Regions from separate parts of the Oryctolagus cuniculus genome. Here region 1 is linked to region 2. Evidence: chromatin contacts called from public Hi-C data. All regions are on one chromosome and are shown on one strand. The core of a region is the stretch at or near the end of the contact, and the rest is flanking DNA. Distances in the headings are between cores, read along the strand shown. Region 1 overlaps FAM13A (family with sequence similarity 13 member A). Region 2 overlaps FAM13A (family with sequence similarity 13 member A).

The links. A called contact is a pair of places that touch in the nucleus more often than the background predicts.
Region 1: a contact with region 2 is called in a Hi-C map of skin fibroblasts, with 5 times the contacts expected there. The contact joins two enhancer-like sites. A contact is called at or near these places in 5 of 6 Hi-C or Micro-C datasets (ear pinna, embryonic fibroblasts, psoas muscle and 2 more).

What each region holds. Positions count from the first base shown.
Region 1 is chr8:76,913,375-76,917,002 of mOryCun1.1, forward strand. FAM13A (family with sequence similarity 13 member A) reads left to right here. Exons shown (of 24, transcript XM_070047870.1): 21 at 599-795; 22 at 1,560-1,661. Among named protein-coding and RNA genes, the nearest start is that of NAP1L5, 33 kb to the right of the region's middle. Within about 2 kb of position 1,322, at least 1 of the 8 cell types and tissues checked has an H3K27ac peak or open chromatin away from gene starts, as enhancers often do.
Region 2 is chr8:76,601,527-76,605,092 of mOryCun1.1, forward strand. All of the region lies in intron 2 of FAM13A (family with sequence similarity 13 member A), which reads left to right. Among named protein-coding and RNA genes, the nearest start is that of FAM13A, 69 kb to the left of the region's middle. Within about 2 kb of position 1,540, at least 2 of the 8 cell types and tissues checked have an H3K27ac peak or open chromatin away from gene starts, as enhancers often do.

The DNA of each region.
Region 1 (3,628 bases), core at 72-2,571, 310 kb after region 2:
AATGCCTTGGAAAAGCTCAAGTTTTATTATTCTGGTCACAGGAATATAAAAGTTTTGATCTCAAAATTTTTGTGCATTGAGCAACCATCAGATGCATTCTTCTCTCAACTCTTAAACAGAAAAGCTATATTCAATTTTGGGAAATATTCAGAGCCTAATCAAAAGTACTCTCTGGAGTATACAAGTAGTAAAATCCCTTAAAGCACCACTGGCTGGCATCGGGTTTTGCTTTGCACTATCACAGATCCGGAAATAGTTAGATTGTATTGGCTCCTTTGATGTGGGATATACATCATGATGGATACTCCTCCCTCCCATCAGCCTTGACAACTGAGGGTCGGGCAGCACTCTCATTTCTTTCACGAGTTTTCTGTTCTAGTCTGTTTTCCCTGTTTGGTGGCTGTGTTTGTGATTTAATTCTGTACATACAGATAATCAACATATATCCTTAATGAATTGCCATGTGTTGCTGCATGTAGACATGCAAAAATTATGTGGTATCCGGATCACTGAATGATTTTGTTAAGTGACATTTGTAACAAAAGTCAGCCCCCCAAAAAGTGAGCAGCTTTTTATTGGGGTTGCTGTGTACCTGCAGGAAGAAGAGGCGGGGTCAGAAGAGGATCACAACACGACGCCAGACTTCACAGTCACGCTGATGACGGACTTCAGCGCACGCTGCTTTCTGGACCAATTTGAAGATGATGCCGATGGGTTCATTTCCCCAATGGACGATAAAATACCCTACAAAGGCAGCCAGGACACAGGGTTTTCAAACCTTCATGCAGCGTCAATGTAAGTGGTGGTGGTGGTGGTGGTGGTGGTGGTGGTGGTGAAACATTTCAGTAAAAATTCTTAAGTACGAGGGCACTTTAAAATGTTCCTGGAAAATGGATTCAGCGTTAAGTTTATTTTGGTACAAAAGAATTTTGAAATTCACACAGTTTTCCTAATGCACACTTTCCAAAGACCACTTATATGCATAAACTTCAAATTGTACCAAAATAATTATTTTTCACCAACTTTCTGAAGCTACTTCATGTTGTCTCAATCTTTTAATTAAAGAAATTAAGAAAACACAAGTGGCTTAACCTGGGGTAGAACAGTGATTTAAAAAAAAAATTATGGCTCAGGTTTTATATGTGTGTGTGTGTGTGTGTATTTGAATCTGCCTCATCCCGTGTTAGTTGAAGGCAGCATCTGAGATCTGGCTTAAACCACCAGAAGGTCTCTGAAAATAGCACTGGGTAGCGCGCTCTGCACGGCTCATCATTGCACACACACTGAGCACAGATGTCATTACTTCCCTTCAAAGAAAAACATGACAAAGCGCCATGGGACTTCACAAGCCCTGCGGAGCCAGCAGTAGCAGGAGCTGGCTCTGTTGTCCACGCTTGGGCTTCCTGGAGCTAGTGCGGGCCCATTTCTGCTGACCCACAGCGCCCCCCAGAGCTTCCGCGTGGTGTTGTTTTCCCCACTCCCGCTGTGGAGTTGGAAGTGCATTGCGTTTACTGCGGTTCAGATTCCATCTTCTTGAATTTTTTTTTTCTCGCTCTCAGACCTGAGCTCTTGGAACACCTTCAGGAAATGAGAGAAGAGAAGAAGAGGATTCGAAAGAATCTCCGTGATTTTGAAGACAGTTTCTTCCGACAGAACGGAAGGTAGTGCATTTCTGCTCCCCTCTCTTCTCTCGTCTGGCAGATCGGGGGAAGGCCCCCAAAGGTGGGAACGCTTCCGCCGCCTCCCGGTGACCTGGCCCTGGCCCGTGCCCGGGACCGCTGCGAGGCTGACTGTGAGAGGATGTGGTGGGTGTAGACCTCCAGGAGGCAGAACCCCCTGGACACCGCCCAAGGCCGCGCAGGCTCAGCTAAGGGCCGTAAGCTAAGCTGTCACATCAGATTCTCATCTCAAATGAGCAGCCTGCAGCTCGGCTTCCAGTTGACAGCGCTGGGGTTTTTTCTCAAGAAACTAGAGAGAAAATCGTACTGAGTTTTATGCTCATTTTAAAAACAGGGATGGTGGCCAAGTCTGAGTGAAATGTATATACAGGGGAAGCATTTATGAGTAAGATCGCTTGACTGACAGATTGCATTTCTCCAGTGAGTTTTAACGGTCTAACGGAACCATCCTTATATAACATTATGCTGAAAAGTAGCCTTTTGTTGATAAGTGACTGTGCACAGCCAGCCTCTCAGCACAAGCCCAAGGGTAGAACCCCAGATAGAGCCGAATCTTTAAATATGTATTCGAATATTGGAAAGGCAGAGTGACAGCACGAGAGCGAGACGCAAAGAGAGCGAGAGCTTCCTTCTGCTGCTTTATCCCCCAAATGGCCACAACAGCCAAGGCTGGGCCACGCCAAAGCCAAGAAGCCAGGAATTCAGTACGGGTCTCCCACATAGGTGGTGAGGGCCTATGTACTTGAGCCCTCCTCTCCTGTCTCCCCGGGCTCACAAGCAGGAAGCTGGATCAGAAACAGAGTAGGCAGGACTTGAACCAGCGTTCCAGTGTGGGAGGCCGGCGTCTCAAGCAGCGGCTTAACTGCTGCATCACTGCACTGGCCCCAGCTGGAATCTCTTGAATTGGTATTAGATGTTGTCACTTTAAATTGGTCTTATTTTTGTCCTAATTATTTAAACTGTGACAGTATGGTTTGCCTACAGTGCCTTTTTATTCTTCTAAAAGCACCATGAGAATTGACGTTGGCATTTAAAATGTTGTATTCCAGTTTAGTTCAATTATCATATAAATTTATTTTTAGGATCTCTGATTTGCATCTGTCCTATAATTTTTTAAAAAGATTTATTTTATTTATTTGAAGTAGTTACAGAGAGAGGTAGAGACAGAGAGGTCTTTCATCTGCTGGTTCCCTCCCAATTGGCCACAACGGCCAGAGCTGTGCCAATCTGGAGCCAGGAGCCAGGAGCTTCTGCCGGGTCTCTCATGCAGCGGGTGCAGAGTCTTAAGGATATGGGCCATCTTCCACTGCTTTCCCAGGCCGTAGCAGAGAGCTGGATTGGAAGAGGAGCAGCCGGGACTAGAACCAGCGCCCATATGAGATGCTGGCACTTAAAGCCAGGGCGTTAACCCCACAGCACCAGCCCCATCATATAATGTTTTTCGTACACTTGTTTGCCTTTCATTCTCCACACGTTGCAGGTATTTAGGGAATATAAGTATGCAGACAAAATAATTGCCCAGGGCCGGCACCGTGGCTCACTTGGCTAATCTCCTGCCTGTGGCACTGGCATCCCAAATGGGTGCCAGGTTCTAGTCCCAGTTGCTCCTCTTCAAGTCCAGCTCTCTGCTGTGGCCTGGGAAAGCAGTGGAGGATGGCCCAAGCGCTTGGGCCCTGCACCCGCATGGGAGACAGGAAGAAGTACCTGGCTCCTGGCTTCGGATTGGCGCAGCACTGGCCATAGCAGCCATTTGGGGAGTGAACCAGTGGAAAGAAGACCTTTCTGTCTCTCTCACTGTAACTCTACCTGTCAAATAAATAAATAAAAAACTTTAAAAACCCAAATAATACTTCAAAACACATCAGGGCTGTTGTGATGCATTTCCTTCCAGTCTTCTTTCTAAGCATATTTTTGATTTATATTTTTATTTGCTATTATTGTCAAATTAT
Region 2 (3,566 bases), core at 290-2,789:
TTGGATGCGTATATCCACCCCAGGTACTCCACCTTGGGATATGGGCGTTGTAACCAGCATCTTAGCGGCCAGCCCAAGCAGTTAAACAGAAAAAGGATTCTGTATGGCACAACAGGAAGATGGGACCTTGACCTACAAAGTCTTGGAGCCAGGTGCTGCCTGGTCACAGGTGTGACAGGACTCATTTGCACATTCTAGGTTGAGTAAAACTGCAACTCTCAGGTACAAGTATCCCCTGAATTTGTCAGTGTAGTTTAGTATTCTTCAGTTGGTTACCTAAGTGTGACTACTGAAAGTGTTTGGTGTTGATGTAATGCATGGTCTTTTTTATTTTTTTAGGACTTATTTATTTGAAAGGCAGAGTTTCATATATACACACACACACACACACACACACACACACACATATATATATATAGAGAGAGAGAGAGAGCGCACAAGCGAGCAAGCTTCCATCTACTGGTTCATTTCCCAGATGGCTACAATGGCCTGTGGCTGGACCAGGCTCAAGCCAGGACCAAGGAGCTTCACCCGGGTTTCCTGTGTGTGTGGCAGGGGCCCATACTTGGGTCATCATCTGCTACTTTACCAGGTGCATTTCTATGGAGCTGGATTGGAAGTGGAGTAGCCAGGACTCAACTAGTATTCCTATGGGATGCTGGCATCACGGGTGGTGATCTAACCAACTGTACCATAATGCCGACCCATATTCCGTGTTCTTTTCTCCAAAGTTGACTGAGCATATCATGCAAAACTATTTATATTTTCACTTTTTAAAGCCATGTATTCAGTCAGTCGCCCAAATATGTGGGTTACACATTTTCAGATTCTACCAACTGCAGATTGAAAATACTTGAAAAAATTGAGTCTTTGCTGACATGAAGACTTTTTTTGGTCACTGTTGCCTGAACAATAGTAGCTCTGTAGCATTTCCACTGTATTAGATAATTGTAATCTAGAAGCTACGAAGCATACATAGGAGAATTTGCAGAGCTGGCATGAAGATGCTCTCCTATGTTATTGAAGGGTTCTTGTGCAGCCCTGGATGTGGCTGTCTTGGGGGAAGGGTTCATATTGCATAAAAAGCTTTACTTATCTTTAACTCTTTCACCTCTTCTACACACTGTTGCACTGTACATGTCCTATCTTTATGCATTGGACTTATTGCAGTCTTGCTGTTTCTAAGTAATGGTTCAGTGGTAAACTTTGAATGTGCGTCATGTCAAGCATGTATGAGTGCGTCTGTCTGTCTCGAACTACTAGAGGTAGGCTGGTGCGTGTGTAGTCAGCTCTGCAGCGGCTGAGCCAGTTTGTGTGCACATCATCATCGTGCGGGAACCTTGGCAAGACAGGCAGTAAGGCATGGCTTTCTCCACCCTCCCCCATCTGTCTAGCATACTTAGTTACACTCTACTAGGGTATATGCAGGTAATGCTGCCCAAACGCTCTAGTAGGCTAACTTGGCCATTCTTCAGTAGGGATGTGAAGTAGAGTTCCTAATTGAGTGTTGTCAAAATACACCTGCCTTGGCAACACCTGGTCTGAATCAGAATCATGACTGGGCAGGCTGGGCTAGGACCTGGCACCTGCATCTTGACTGTGTAGCGAGTTACTATGTACTGAACTGGAAATTCCTTCCTCAGGTTGAAGCTATCATTAATAAACCAAGGAACCCATGTACATTAGAAGGGGGGCATGAAGCTTAAGGACAAGATACTTCACTCCCTGTTATTCTTTATATTCTTTAGTAGTGTCTTCGAGTCAGCAAATATTTATTATATACCTGTGATATAGTCCACACTCTGTCAGAAATAGGGATGATTGGTCACATAATTTAATCAGAGGGAGATATTTTGATCTTAAACTGCATTTACAGGAAATAAAAAATTAACTTTTTTTAAAAAAAGACTGACTTATTTGAAAGTAACAGAGAGAGAGAGAGAGAGAGAGAGAGAGAGAGAGAGAGATATCTTCCATCCCAAATGACTGCAACAGCCAGGGCTGGGCTGAAGCCAGGACTTTATCTCGTCTCCCACATAAGTGGGAGAGGTCAAGAGAGACAGGACATCTTTCACTGCTTTCCCAGGCACATTTATTAGGGAACTGGATCAGAAGTGGAGCAGCCAGGACTTGGACTGGAGTGTATGTGGGATGCCAGCTCTGTAGACAGCTTAACCTGCTGCCCCACAGTGCCGGCTCCAACTTTAACAACTTGACATGAGAGAAATTTAGCACAGAAGGTCTTTACATAAATGATGTTTTTTTAATTTAAAATTATACAACTTACAATGCATTCCCTCTTTAAATTACTTTATAATTATTCGTCCTTCTTAGCATTAAGATATGGGTTACGCCATTTGGACAGTGTAGGATTCTCCATTGACCACCAGGTGGCAGAATGTGCTCATGTTTTGTCTAAGTGCTGGGCCAAATGTGCCATTTGGCAAATGGTGACTTGGGGTGTATTTAGTTTCATACGATTTTTTTTTTAAATTTATTCATTTGATAGTCAGAGTTGCAGAGAGGCAGGGGCAGAGAAAGAGAAAGGTCTTCCATCCTCTGGTTCACTCTACAAATGGCCGCAACAGCTGGAGCTGTGCTGATCCCAAGCCAGGAGCCAGGAGCCAGGAGCTTCTTCCGGGTCTCCATTGTGGGTGCAGAGCCCAAGGACTTGGGCCATCTTCTGCTGCTATCCCAGGCCATAGCAGAGAGCTGGATCAGAAGAGGGGCAGCCAGGACTTGAACCAGCATCCACATGGGATGCTGGTACTGCAGGCGGCAGCTTTACCTGCCACAGCGCTGGCCCCTATTCATACGATTTTGAAATAAAAAATCTCAGTTGTACCAAAAAGTAGCTATCGGTGGTATAGCTGTGAAGATATACAACTTTTCTGTCATTTCTAAGCCCTCATTAAGTTGTGGTTTCGTGGTGATTAACTGTGTCTTCCAAAATCAAGGATAAGAGGATCTCAGAAATGGAAGAGGGTAGCAATTTCACGAAGCCATTTCATGATCTTCAGAACATGGCTGGTACAGTCATAACTTCCTAAAACTTTAGGGTAGGAAAAGTCAGAGATTATATAGTCTGGTCAGCCTTAGATGGGAAATGGAAATATTATAGAATCACAAGAGACTTTTTAAAACTGGGTGGATTCTGTCTCCCAGGGTGATAGGCCCACATAAGCGTCCCCTGGTTGGAGAACCCTGAGTGTCATGAGCACTGCTTTGGGTGGGGGTGGGGGGGAGTTGTGCTGGTAGTGGCGTGGAGGCAGAAGTGAACGTCCGAGAAGCCCTGACGTCGAGACTTCCAGCCCTGACTTGTCTCTGCCAGTGTGGCCCGCTGGGATCCGCAGCCTGGAGGACCACAGGCTGTTCTTGGAGCGGAGCAGCTATTTTGAAATTGCTGGAAGTGTGTTTATTTGAGGAAAGGTTAAAAAAAGAACACTGTTGGGAGAGAAAGCCTAAGGTCACAGTTAGAAAAACACTGTGTGAGCGACAGACCCAGGCGCATTTGCTGGCCAAACACAGAAGGCAGCGTTAGGCTCAGGGGCTGGGTAAGCACAGGA